Regions from separate parts of the Sus scrofa genome. Here region 1 is linked to region 2. A link is a contact called in public promoter capture Hi-C data. All regions are on one chromosome and are shown on one strand. The core of a region is the stretch at or near the end of the contact, and the rest is flanking DNA. Distances in the headings are between cores, read along the strand shown. Region 1 holds the start of LOC100737756 (zinc finger protein 850-like). Region 2 holds the start of ZNF583 (zinc finger protein 583).

Evidence for each region. Promoter capture Hi-C pulls out the DNA fragments that hold promoters and counts their contacts.
Region 1: a contact with region 2 is called in a promoter capture Hi-C map of liver, with 8 times the contacts expected there. The contact joins the promoter of LOC100737756 here to the promoter of ZNF583 in region 2. A contact is called at or near these places in 1 of 5 promoter capture datasets (liver) and 1 of 47 Hi-C or Micro-C datasets (liver).

Annotation. Positions count from the first base shown.
Region 1 is chr6:62,483,718-62,490,870 of Sscrofa11.1, forward strand. LOC100737756 (zinc finger protein 850-like) reads right to left here and starts at 2,984. Exons shown (of 3, transcript XM_021095140.1): 1 at 2,725-2,984. The coding sequence starts at 2,757.
Region 2 is chr6:60,716,811-60,724,241 of Sscrofa11.1, forward strand. ZNF583 (zinc finger protein 583) reads right to left here and starts at 4,485. Exons shown (of 4, transcript XM_021095099.1): 1 at 4,390-4,485. It overlaps ZNF582 (zinc finger protein 582), which reads left to right and starts at 4,235. Exons shown (of 5, transcript XM_021095108.1): 1 at 4,235-4,757; 2 at 6,639-6,727. The coding sequence starts at 6,719.

The DNA.
Region 1 (7,153 bases), core at 1,734-4,233, 1.8 Mb after region 2:
TCCACCATCAGGACTAAACACCCCAGAACCCACCAAGCGTCACCACAAAATTCCAGTGAAGCTGTACATTCACAGATAAATAAGAGTCCAGGCCTTCTTGTCATTTGATTCAATTATTTCTAGGCCTCTAGAGCCACCACATGTCCACTACTCTCAGGAAAGCCTTTAGCACCTGTCATACCATTCTCTTCCATATGGTTACTCTGTGCACGTCTGTCCTTCACCCACATTTGTGTGCTCAGCAAGGCTACTCAGGTGTGGAGCAGGGAAACCACTCATCACGGACCCTCCTCTTTCGGAGCAGTGAACAGCACTTCCAGGATGACCTGCATTCCCCCCCGCCAATGGGACCACAACTCCCTGTTCCGCACCACAGCCCCCTTCCTCCCTAGCTATCTGGACACCCGTCTGCTGTGTCCACTCTCCTTCTCTGAAACACCTCAGACTCTTAACAGGACCAAAACAAAACATCTGATATTCCCAAAGAAAATTAACCTACCATAAACTTCCCATCCTAGGAGTTCCCATGGTGGCTCAGTGGGGTAAGAACCTGACTAGCATCCATGAGACTGCAGGTTCAATCCCTGGCCTTGTTTAATGGGTTAAGGATCTGGCACTGCTGCCAGCTGCAGCCTAGGTCACAGACGCAGCTCACATCTGGTGCTGCCGTGGCTGTGGTGTAGGCCAGCAGCTCCAGCTTTGATTTGAACTCTAGCCTGGGAACTTCCATAATACTGCAGGTAGCCCTAAAAATTAAACAAAACTTTCCCATCCCAGTTGATGGAGATTCTATCCCATCAGCTCCTAACATCAAAAACACTGGGGCGGAGTTCCCGTCGTGGCACAGTGGTTAACGAATCCGACTAGGAACCATGAGGTTGCGGGTTCGGTCCCTGCCCTTGCTCAGTGGGTTGGCGATCCGGCGTTGCCGTGAGCTGTGGTGTACGTTGCAGACGCAGCTCGGATCCCGCGTTGCTGTGGCTCTGGCGTAGGCCGGTGGCTACAGCTCCGATTCAACCCCTAGCCTGGGAACCTCCATATGCCGCGGGAGCGGCCCAAGAAATAACAACAACAACAACAACAACAAAACAAAACACTGGGGCCATCTCTGACTCTTCCCTTTCTCTCCCTCATGCACAACATTCAAAAATTTACTTGACCCCTTTTTTTTCTTTCTTTAAGGGCCCACCCGCTGCATGTGGAGGTTCCCAGGCTACAGGTAGAAAAGGAGTCACAGCCACAGCAATGCCAGATCTGAGCTGCATCCGTGATCTACACCAAAGTTTGCAGCAACATCTAATCCTTAACCCACTGAGGATTGAACCTGCATCCTCATGGATACCAGTCAGGTTCTTAACCTGCTGAGCCACAATGGGAACTCTTTTTTTTTTTTTTTTTTAATGGACATTCTCACTCAGGCTAGGGACTGAATGTAGGCCACAGCTGTGACCTACGCGACAGCTGTAGAAATGTCGGATCCTTTAACCCACTGTGCTGGGCCAGGGAACAAACACTTGCCTCTGCAGAGACCTGCGCAGCAGCAGTGACAATGCCAGATCCTTAACCCACTGAGCCACCGGAGGAACTCTTCATTTGGATTATTGTAAATGCCCCCTCCTGGGCTCCCTGCCTCCTGTCTTGCTCCCACAGTCTCTTCTCTGCAGCCATGGAACCTACTAACACATGGGTAAGAATAATCTCTTCTCATCCAAACTTCTCATTACCTCCAAAACAAATGCCCAAATTCTGCACAGGCACATTACGGGCCTGATTCTTAACCCTCAGCTCTTTGTTCCTAATAAAAAGAATGGAGACTGGTTGTACCCTGTCTCCACCAGAATCATGATTCCAAGCATTGGCACATGTGGGTATCTCTTCGAGACATAACCTTTCACATGTGTTTACACTGCCTGACAGAAAGAAGAACACCTCCACTGACCCTTGGCCTGCACTCAAGGCCCTGGGCTTGAGGTATCCCCACGGTCACTCCACCCAAAAGGAGTGAAAACGGCAAGGGAAGAGGTTCAAGACACCACAGCCCCAGACAACGTGTGGGTGGTGCCAAGGCCACTGAAGGACTGGGACACTCTCCTTGTGTAGATTTCCTACGTGCTTTCCTGCCTTCAGAACCTGTGGAATGGGGAAAGCAACTAAGGCTTGGCTACAGGTAAGGTCAGGCCTCCCCTGTTTCGAAGCCCAGCCCTGAATCCTGGTGGCCTTGGGCTAACCGACTAACCTCCAAGCCTCAGTCTTCGGTGCTGCTTCCTACAGCTCTCTGTGCCGCACAGTCCTTTTCACCATTTCAGTTAATTCTCTTTGATCGGCTTTTTGAAAACTTTTGAAACCTAATACAGGTTCTTAAACTCTTCTGTTGCCTACCCTCCACGGCTTCCAGGACCCTCAGGATAAAAGAACCTGTCAGACAGTCCAGGCGTCACTCCACCCCACACGCTGCATTTACTGCAGACATCAGATGGGCCCCAGGTTTCCCGAATCCTCGGGGCTCTGCCCGATCTCCAAGCCTTTGCACCTGCGGCTCCCTCCACCCGTACCCTTTCCCACGCGCCATCACAGAGTTGATCAGAAAGAGGGCCTCACCCACGACCGCCTCGCCGTCCCGGACACCGGAGCCTGGACGTCAGGCACGTGAGAAGACGCCCCGCACTCGGGGCTATAGGGTCTGGCGGGGTGAGGGCGGTGAGGGCCCGGAGGACCAGCGTTTACCTGAGGCTTGTCCCTCAGGGCGGCCGCCGCCATCTGACTCTGTGAACGGAGCGGCGGGAGCGGAGGGGGGCACGGGTACCGGCCTGACGCGGGGTCCTCCAGGCGGCGTCACCGAGCCTGAGGCCCGCCTCTGAGGAGCGGAGACTGCGCCGCCACTCAGACTCCTCGGTCCCGAAACCCGGTGCCGGTACAGAGCCCCGGAGCCAGAAAACACACGAAAGCAATAAAAATGGCTGCCTGGAGGAGGACGCCGGAAGTCCCGCCCCGACGACATGCGCACGCACAAAAATACCTTTATCTGATCTTTCATTGGCTCAACTCGACGCTTGATCTTCTGGGTAAAGTAGTTCCTAGAGCTCCAGAGACGACCACCCCACCTCTCCCGCGCACGGGTGTGCTCCATCTTGACTACAAGAGCATCCTCCCTGCACTACCGTAGGGAGTGCTTGACGGTGGTCATCCTACGTCTAACAAGGGAGGGACTTTCCTTGTGAACTGCAGGAGAAAGACATAGTTTCATACTCCGTGAAGGCCAGCCCAGGAAATAAAATTGTTATTTGAGATATGCCCAAATAGACTGATCTCAATGCTCCATCACTGCACAGAGTAATGAAACCCAGCAGGACCCTATGGGGCTCCTGGTCACAAAAGCGTTCCGGTGTCCCCCATTTTGGTTTGTAGGAAAAGGCTTCATTCAGCCTCCATGGCAGTCCCTGTGTTCCAAAGGGTAAATTCAAATAGTGTTTAATCAGGGAAAGGAGGGAGGAGCAGCTGACAAACAAGAGTACATCCCTGGGTCAGGTCCTGATTCCACCTTAAGGGATGCGCATGACAACATCTTTGAGGTTTTCTACTGAACTCAAACTCCCAAAGAATGGAAAATGTTACTACTTGATTAAGCATTTTTTAATCCGGAAAGAAAGTCACTGTGCGGTAATCTCAAGGACCACCAGAATGTGTCCCTGGACTGCCTGACACCAGCTTTGAAGAAGAATGAGAGCTTGCATCTACCCTGATCCTTATCTGTGGTCCATTTTCTACTCCCAAAATTATGAGACCACTTCATCTTCTCTCCCAAATGAGGGTATCATCTTCATGACATTATCCTGCTGTGGTCTAAAATCTACTCCTTTCTACTTCACCCGAAACTCCGTCTCCAAGTTTCTTTCTTTTAAAAAAAATTCAATGAATTTTATTATATTTATAGTTGTACAACCATCATCACAACCTAATTTTACAACATTCCCACTGCAAACTCCTAGCCCATCCTTCCCTTCCAAACCTGTCTCCTTTGGTAAACGTAAGTTTTTCAGAATCTGTGAGTCAATTTTCTTAGGTGGTAACACTGAACACCAAAGCAGCCATAGGAGTTCCCGTCGTGGCGCAGTGCTTAACGAATCTGACTAGGAACCATGAGGTTTCGGGTTCGGTCCCTGCCCTTGCTCAGTGGGTTAATGATCTGGCGTTGCCGTGAGCTATAGTGTAGGTTGCAGACGCAGTTCGGATCCCGCGTTGCTGTGGCTCTGGTGTAGGCCGGTGGCTACAGCTACGATTCGACCCCTAGCCTGGGAACCTCCATATGCTGCGGGAGTGGCGCAAAGAAATAGCAAAAAGACAAAAAAAAAAAAAAAAAAAACCAGCCATAAAAGTGTCATCATGAGGTATAGATCTGTTCCAGCCCAAACTTATGACGCTTCAGAATATTGTTGGACATTTCCATCTGGATGGTTGAGTTTCCTAGAATAAAGATAGTCTTCTGGCCAGCTAAAGATTAATCCTACCACCTGGAACAGACTCCAGCCACCATCCCATGACTCTGTGACTCAACACACAACTCCTTCCCTATAAAACCTAACTCTCCCTAAAAAGTGGGGAATTGGGGGCTCTCTCTGTGTTTCTGGCCGTCTCTCTGGTTAATAAAAGCTTCTTAGGACCTCACTGCTCCAGTTGACTGTATTTTCTTCTCTCCTTCATACTAACAGGTTTCTGTTCTGCAAATAAGTACATTGTATCTGTTTTTTTAGATTCCGCATATAAGTGGTAGTTTGTGTCTCTCTATCTGACTAACTTCACTTAGCATAATAATTTCTCAGTCCATGTAAGTTGCTGCAAATGGCATTATCTCACTCTTTTTTTATGACTGAGTAATATTCCATTGTGTGTATGTACCACATTTTCTTTATTCACTACCCTGCTGATAGATATTTAGGTTGCTTCCATGTCTTGGCTATTGTATATAGTGCTGCAATGAACATTGGGTACATGTGTGTTTTCAACTCATGGTTTTCTCTGGATAGATGCCCAGGAGTGAGATTGCTGCATCCTATGGTAATTCTATTTTTAGTTTTTAAGGCATCTCCATACTGATTTCCATAGTGGTTGCAGCAATTTATAATCCCACCAACAATGTAAGCGGGTTCCTTCTCTTTTTTTCCACAACCTCTCCAGCATTTATTTATTTATTTATTTATTTATTTATTTATTTATTTATTTATTTTTGTCTTTTTGCTATTTCTTTGGGCCTCTCCCACGGCATATGGAGGTTCCCAGGCTAGGGGTCGAATCGGAGCTGTCACCCCCGGCCTACGCCAGAGCCACAGCAATGCAGGATCTGAGCCACGTCTGCAACCTACACCACAGCTCATGGCAATGCTGGATCGTTAACCCAATGAGCAAGGCCAGGGATTGAACCCGCAACCTCATGGTTCCTAGTCGGATTCGTTCACCACTGCGCCACAACGGGAACTCCAGCATTTATTGTTTGTAGACTTTTCTCTTATATTTTTTTGTGTCTTTTGTCTTTATTTAGTTCTATACCCATGGCATATGGAAATTCCCAGGTTAGGGATTGAATCAGAACTGCAGCTGCAAGCCTACCCCACAGCCACAGCAATGTGGGATATGAGCTGCAGCTGTGAACTACACCATGGATCACGGCAACACTGGATCCTTAACCCACTCACCGAGCAAGGTCAGGGATCAAACCTGCAACCTCATGAATACTAGTCTGCTTTGTTAACCACTGAGCCATGATGGGAACTCCCTTGTTTGTAGACTTTTTGACAATGGCGATTCTAGCTAGTATAAGGTCGTGTGGTAACTCATAGTAGTTTTGATTTGCATTTCTTTAATAAAATTAGTGATGTTGAACATTTTTTTTTTTTTTTTGCCATCTGTGTGTCTTTGGAGAATTGTCTGTTTAGATCTACTGCTCATTTTTTGATGGGGTGGTTTGTTTGTTTGTTTTGTATTGAGCAGCAGGAGGTGTTTATATATTTTGGAGATTAGTCCCCTGTCAGCCACTTTATTTGCAAATATTTTCTTTTCTTTCTTTTTTTTTTTTTTTGTCTTTTTGCTATTTCTTGGGCCGCTCCCGCGGCATATGGAGGTTCCCAGGCTAGGGGTCGAATCGGAGCTGTCACCCCCGGCCTATGCCAGAGCCACAGCAACTCGGGATCCGAGCCGCGTCTGCAACCTACACCACAGCTCACGGCAACGCCAGATCGTTAACACACTGAGCAAGGGCAGGGACCGAACCCGCAACCTCATGGTTCCTTGTCGGATTCGTTAACCACTGCGCCACCATGGGAACTCCTATTTTCTCCTATTATGTGGGTTCTCTTTTCATTTTGTTTAGGGTTTCCTTTGCTGTGCAAAAAAATGTATAAGTTTAATTAGGTATCATTTATTTATTTTTGTGTTTATTGTCATTACTCTCTAGGAGGTGAATCTGAGAAGACATTGCTGTAGGTTATGTCAGAGAGTATTCAGCCTATGTTTTTGTCTATAGTTTTATCGTTTAGGTCTTTAATCCATTTTGAGATGTTATCTATAAGGTTTTTTGACATATTGTCTAAACTAGGTGAAGCTTGGAGGGTATGTAATATGCAAGAATGATTAAAGCAAGCTTAGTCAGTGAAAGCAGGTTACAGGATATTACTTATTAAAAGTTATAGTTTGGAGTTCCCCTTGTGGCACAGTGGAAACAAATCTGACTAGTAACCATGAGGTTGCGGGTTCGATTCCTGGCCTTGCTCAGTGGGTTAAGTATCTGGCATTGCTGTGATCTGTGGTGTAGGTCACAGACACAGCTTGGATCTGGCATCGATGTGGCTGTGGCATAGGCTGGCATCTATAACTCCTATTAGACTCCTAGCCTGGGAACCTCCATATGTCGCGGGTGCAGCCCTAAAAAGACAAAAAAGACCCACCCCCCCGAAAAAAACACACACAAAAAAACTGGAGTTCCAAAAGAAAAAAACCCAAAAACTGGACTTCCTGTCGTGGCTCATCAAAAACGAATCTGGGTAGTATCCATGAGGACCCAGGTTTGATCCCTGGCCTTGCTCAATGGGTTAAGGATCTGGTGTTGTCACGAGCTGTAGTGTGGGTTGCAGACGTGGCTCTGATTGTGCGTTGCTGTGGCTGT
Region 2 (7,431 bases), core at 3,235-5,734:
GCAGAAGTAGCACTTCTTCCGCCTACAGGTACTAAGGTCTGGTTTGCTGGCAATACCAGCTCTGTAACCTTTAGCGAGTCACTTAAGCTCTCTCCATTTCCATTTACTCCACTGTCAAAATGAGAACGATAATACCTACGTTATACCGCAAGTATATGGGACGGACAGAGCACAGCCGCACAGCTTTTAAAATGATGAGTTCGGGACTGTTGGAATCTGATAGCTTTTCAAAGATGGAGGAGTCTTTCAACAAGGTGAGAAGAAAACAGTTTTTTCTTGAAGAATAAAAGGGACAGGACCCTGGGAATAGGGTAGAATTTAACTGGATGCTGCAGGGCATTTGTTCTCTCATGCTTCCTTCCCTCCTTCTTCCCTCATTCAGACTCGCTTAAGCCAAGGCCAGAACTAGAGTGAGGTGAGTGAAGCACTCCTTCAGGCATGACATTTAAGGGGACACCAAAAACAAAACAAACAAAAACCAACCAGAAAAAAAAAAAAAAAAAAAGAACATGGTAGTTCAATAAAATACTTTTAAAAATGAAGGTTAATGTCAAACAGATTTTTTTGTCATTTCTAGGGCTGTACCTGCGTCATATGTAGGTCGCAGGCTAGGGGTAGAATCAGAGCTGGAGCTGCTGGCCTACACCACAGCCACAGCAACACCAGATTCTTAACCCACTGAGCAAAGCCAGGGATCGAACCCAAGTCCTCGTGGATACTAGTCAGATTTCTTTCTGCTGAGCTACAACAGGAACTTCTCAGATTAATGATGAACGGAACATCAAAATCTGAAAGACAAGATCTGGTTACTATGTTAAACCAAAAAGTGAGCAAGATTGAACTTCACACCTTAAGAACCTACAGTCCAGAAGAGGTGCAAATTCAAATCATTTGATTAACTATGATCACTCTGAAGTGACTAATTTTTTTGTAACAAGTTATGTGTGGGGAGATAATTTGAGACTACAAAGATATCCCATTCGTTATCAGTCTTCACCAAGAGATTTAAAATCAATGAGATTTCTGCCTAAATCAATTACTACTATGATGGTGGAAAGATATTTTCTAACTCGTTCCTTTTAGAGTTCTTCTATAAGTTCTTTCCCTTCTCATCCATTCATCATTGTATTTATTTATTTATTTTTGTCTTTTCTAGGGCTACACCGGTGGCATATGGAGGTTCCCAGGCTAGGGGTCCAATCGGAGCTATAGCCGCTGGCCTACACCAGAGCCACAGCAACGCCAGATCCCAGCCGTATCTGCAACCAACACCAGAGCTCACAGCAATGCCAGATCCTTAACCCACTGAGAAGGGCCAGGGATTGAACCCACAACCGATACCAGTCGGATTCGTTAACCACTGCGCCACGTCGGGAATTCCCATTCATCATTTATTTTAGTATGGACATATGAATATTTTATTGAGTTAAACTCTTAATGTAGTTATACTGATGCTCAGATTGTCCTAATTTTGCCCACAGAAGCCTCCTTCAAGCTAAATCCTGAAGAGCACACTTCAAAGAGCTTTGACAAACATATGCATTCAGGTAATCACCCCAAATCAAGATATGAAAGTTTCCATCAACCCAGAATGTTCCCTTCTGTTCCTTTTCAGACTTTCCCCAGACCCCTGGACCAAAGCAACCACTGATCTACTGTCCATCATATAGTTTTGCCTGTTTTAGAAATTCACTTCAAATAGATATATGTGCACCTTAGCTTACCACCAAAAATTCAAGGAGACTCCTATGACTATTTCTGGAGCTCTTTCTCTGAGTATCTCCTTCCACTCCCACACTCTGCTCATCAAATTCTAGTTACTTGAGTTTCCCCAAGCTCTGTTGTCTCACTTTAGCAAATCTGCTGTGCTCTTCTTGGGCTCCTCCTTCCTACATTGTCTCAACTATGCCTTCAAGTGAGAAAAGGCCACAGCAACTGTAGTATCTCATTTATTCTCCCTTCTCTCAAGGATCAAAGTCTTGCACTACCAGTTGTCCAATATCTGAAAAGACAAGTATTATCTAGTTTTCCGTTTATAGAGTGGGATAGCAAGTTTAGTTCTCTTATACCGGCACAGGTGTAAGCAGGGAATCCTCCATATTTTTTTGAGCATTTCCCTACTTTTTGGCACAAGAAGATATTCCATACTCATCTAGTACTTTCCCTGCCACTGTCCTAGAATCAGCCATTTCCCCAAGAAACTTTGATTCCTTTTATTAGAAAATGGTATTTAGAGACCAAGGTCTGGATACTTAGGTATGCTTATTGATACTGGGGCATCACTGCTCCCAGGGCCCATTCAACAAATAGAGTAGAAAACATAAAAACACAGATACTTTTTAAAAAATAACAAGACTAATTTTTTTACTTTACAAGTTTTTGAGTTACAGAAAAACTGCAAAGATAGTACAGAGGGTTCCTATATTCCCTGCACCCACTTTCCTCCACGACTAGCACACATTTTTTACAATTAATGAACCAACATGAATACATTACTATTAACTAAAGTCCACACTTTTTCTGTTCCAGGATCTCATCCGGGATACATTGTTTTTAGTAGTTGTCTCCCCTTAGGTTCCTTTTAGTTGTGACCATTTCTCTGACTTTTCTTGTTTTCATTGACCTTAACAGTTTTAAGGAGTTCAGGGCAGATATTTTTTCAAATGGCCCTGAATTAGCGTGTCTGATATTCTGCCATTACACTGGGATTATGTGTTCTGGAGAGGAAGACCACAGAGGTAAAATGTCATTTTCACCACATCTTATCAAGGGTACATGCAATCACTGTGCCCTCACTATGGATGTTAACATTGATCTAGTGAGGGAAACAAACACACTTAAAAAAAAAAAATTTTATGACCACACCCACAACATATGGAAGTTCCAGGGCCAGGGACTGAATCCAAGCCACAGCTGCAACCCGCCTGGATCCTTTTAACCTACTGCGCCCCGGCAGGAACTCCACACACATTTTTAACCATGAGTTCACACGAATCTAATACCACAGGATTCTTCCCTACCTTCCATCATCCACTCACTCTTTTCCCATAGTAAAACACTGGCTTCCAACAAATCAATATATTTATTTGTTTTCTCAATCCTATGATGCATACAAAATAGTTTCCAAATCACTGCTATTATGAAAAAGAACCTACAAAGTTGAGTTTAGGGATTGCTTGCATTTTTTTTTTTTTGGCTTTTTGTCTTTATACAATAGAAATATAGGCTCCTTATCTGAGATATATAAAGTTGTAAAAACTTTTGTCATTTTTCTTTTGCCTTTGCTTATGGTGTATTTTGCCTTACAAAGTGCTTTAGCTTTGTGTTCCCAAGTGTAGCAGTCTTTTCTTGTATTAAGTTTGGATTTTTAAGTCGTAATTAGAAAGCCTTTCCACACACTCAGGTTATAATGGAATTCACCTCTGTACTTGTCTGCTATTTGTACGGTTTAATTTAGAACTCTGATAAAGTTGGTGATTATACTTTTGTATGATATGAAGCATGAATACACTTTAATTTTTTCCCCAATGGTTATCCAGTTATTCCTCAGGGTTGCTCATTAAGAAGTCCATTTCTGGAGTTTCTGTGGTGGCTCAGCGGTTAAGGAACCCAACCAGTATCCATGAGGACACGTGTTCGATCCCTGGCCTTGCTCAGTGGGTTAGGGCTCCTGTGTTACCATGAGCTGTGGTGTAGGTCGCAGAGGCGGCTTGGAGCCTGCCTTGCTGTGGCTGTGGCGCAGGCCAGAGGCTGTAGCTCCTATTCGACTCCTAGCCTGGGAACTTCCATATGCTTCAGGTGCGGCCCTAAAAAGATACACACAAAAAAGTCCATTTTTATCCCAATGACTTGCTACCCTTATCATACAGTCTGCTTCTCTGTTTAATATTTCCAGGCTTTCTCTCCTAGCTGACAACTCATGGACTAATACCCCAGCTACCATCATAGACTTCTTGGCCGCTCTGGGGGCATGTGGAGTTTCCTGGGACTGGGACTGGGACTGAAACTCCACCGCGGCCGAGACCTATACCGCCCGAGCCGCCGCGCAGAATTCCTTAACCCACTGCACCGGGCAGGGATCGACCCGGCGCCTCCACGGCGACCCCAGCCACGCCGTGGGACTCAACTCGCCTCGCCACAGCGAGGGAACTCTTGTGCAAGATGTTGTAAAATTGGTTACGGAACCAACTCCAGGGCTTTTACCTCCCTCCAGAACATCTGGTAAAATGCCTGCTGCACGGTCCGGACGACTCAACACGTGAGAAGAAACTTCGCACATATACCGCCTCTGCAGCCACACACAGACGTCTGCCCGGCGCTGAACGGTCCCAGCCACACACTCAACCACCGAGTCAGAACACGCACCACCACGGCCGCTCACACACTCACCTGCCGTCGGAGAGACGACCACGCGCGGACAACAAGCGCAACACACAACTTCACGCAGCAGCCTGTGGACACAGCGCACCCCGTCCCATCCCAGACGGTCTCTTTCTCTCACACACAGACACACGCACGGACCCGCCCACCAGAAACATCGCGAGATCTTGCCTTGCGGTTTGGTTACTGCCTTTGGGCCTGGAGACTACGTTTCCCAGAAGCAACTGCGGCGCTGTTCCAATCGGGACGCAGCATCGGCGGTGCTTTGTGCGTCTGCGCCATCTTCCGGCTCCCGACTCCGCTGGTTTCTAGGAGGAAGCGCCCCGAGGCTAGAGTGGGCGCGGCAGCGGGGGCATCTGGATCCAAAGAGGCGGCAGGTGAGGGGCTCCGGAGCTCGCCAGGTGTTGTAGGATCCGCGCGGGAGCGAGCTCCACGACCAGGCAGGTCTCGGGCTTAAGCAGAACCGGAACGTCTTACCCCCACGTAAGTCAGCGGCTTTCCTCGCTCTGGACTACATTTCCCATCGGCCCCCGCAGCGCGCCCTGCTGGCGCCCCCTACCTGCAGTCGAGCTCATAGCCCGGGTGCATGGATCCCTAAGGTGGGTGTGTCTCTTGGAGGGTCCTGAACTCCAGAAAATGCTTGCTTATGGATGTTTTGCATTTATTCTTAACGTAGTTGTTTTTTTTTTTTTTAAATCTTTGACGAAGTGAGTTGCAAGACCCCAGAAGATTTGGAACCACTAGTTTATTCCGCAGCATAGTGAGGTTCCCAGACTAGGGGTTTAATCCGATCTGTAACTGCCGGCCTACAGCCACAGCCACGCCAGATCCCAGCCGCTACTGCGACCTACGCCCCAGCTCAGGGCAACGCCAAATCCTTAACCCAATGAGCAAGGCCAGGGATCAAACCCCCATCCTCAGGATACTAGTCGGGTTGGTTAATCACCGAGCCATGACGGGAACTCCGGAACGGCTAGTTTAGAAGCTGTGACATGTTTGAACATTTTACCGGATCTTGTTCAAAATTTGTTCAACCTTGGGGAAACGGTTGGGTAAATCACAGGCCAGCCCTATAATAGAATATTTACAGCTGATACATATAATGCTTAAAAAAAAAAGTGGTCACGAGGAAAAAGACCTGTTATGTGCTATTAGGAAACATTTATCATTATTTCATTTACACACTACTTAGAATTAAATATTTGTAACACTCCAGGCACTCTAAGTTTTTATGAAATGAGCCTCCGCATCTTAATACTCAATACATCTTAATACTCAATGTTTTCCATTCTGGTTTTGGTTTCGTTGGGGAGGAGGGGCAGTTAGCCTGGGCATGGGTGGGTTTGACGTCTTTTTGTTGTTGCTTTTGTTTTATGGCCGCACTCTTGGCATATGGAAGTTCCTGGGCTAGGGACTGAATCCAAACTAGGGGTGTGACCTGCACAATGGCAACCACAGGATCTTTCAACACTTCAGGATGGGGAGGTGGGGGTGCTGCAGTCAGGTTCTTAGCCCACTGTGCCACAGTGGGAACTCTGGGTTTCACTTCTTTTGCTGCATGTTTTCTTGTACAAAGGGCTCCATTGTGAATATCTTTGTCAGCTGATATTGTCAACCACATCATTTTTGATAGTTGCTTGGCATCCATCATATGGCTGTGTCAAAAATGATTCAACCACTTGCCTACCTGTGAAATGTATTAACTTTTTGGTTCAGTTTTTTAGCAAATATTATGCACATAGCTTTGCTGTCACATTTGTGCAGGGCCGTCTTTATGTGACGAGAGTGGAGCACTGGGCCTACTCCATCTAATTCGCCCACTGCCGCCATTCGTTGGCTCGAGGCAGGGTCCACAAAATCGTGTCCACAAGGCCTTGAGTTGGGCTGTGGGGTTCTTTGAGAATTTGGAAGTTAGGTTAAAAGCCAAGGAGACTTTCAAAGGTGTTATACTGAGGACATGAGAGTTAAATATCTGGGAAGGTTTCACTGCGGGCCGGGCTGATGCATCTCAGGCAGGCTGTGCTCCCAGGACTGAGGACAGCCTTCCTTCTCCCAGGGACACCACGTCTCCGTAACGGGACCACGTCTGAGCATCCCTAGCTCAGATTTGCATCAGTAACAAGGTGGAGCTGAGTAACGGCCAGAGTTTGTCCCAGCTCCCTCTAATTTTGGGGGGGGGTGGGGAGTAAAGGAGGTAGGCACTCAGTCTGGGAGCTGAGGCAAGCCTGGCCTCTAATGTTTGCTTTTTCCTCCCTCAGCTCTGCCATCTCCGGACTCTGCCCTTCCCCAGGAGAGAAACCGGGAGCAGGACTCATCAGCCCATGAAATTCTGAAAGTCATGTCCCTCGTGAGTTTTAAAATCATGTAAATATTTGCTTTCCTTATCCTGTAGCTTCCCATCTGGGTTCCATCCAAGAATCGGATTCTCAGATGTTCCCATTTTAGGGAATAAAAAGACCAGGCAGCTAGTACCCTCTCCCACGCCCCCATCCACTTGGACCGGTGCCCAGAGGGATTCATTTTATATACCATTCATCTTCTGATGGCTTTGTATTCCGCTGTGAGGCCAGAGGGAGAAGAAATCTCCTTCCTTACATAAAATGAGAACATCCCTTACAGGGACTGAGGTGTGCTGAAATGAAGATGAATGCTGGTAAGGGATCACACACAAAAGCAGGGGAGCTAGTGTTGGTTGGTCTCAGTTTCAGTGTGGGGGTGCCATCTCCTGCTACTGACAGGTGCGTGTGTGGCTGAAGTTTAGATAAAAATCTATGCTAGATTTGTTGTCAGAACTAAGATCTAGGAGTTCCCTTCGTGGCTCCTTGGTTAACGAACCTGACTAGGATCCATGAGAATGCAGGTGTGGTGTAAGCCGCAGATGCAGCTCAGATCCCACGTTGCTGTGGTGTAGGCCGGCAGCTGCAGCTCTGATTCAACCCCTAGCCTGAGAACTTATGCCACAGATGCAGCCCTAAAATAGCAAAAAAAAAAAAAAAAAAAAAAAAAAGAGAGAGAGAGAATTAGGAGTTCCCGTTGTGGCTCAGTGGTTAA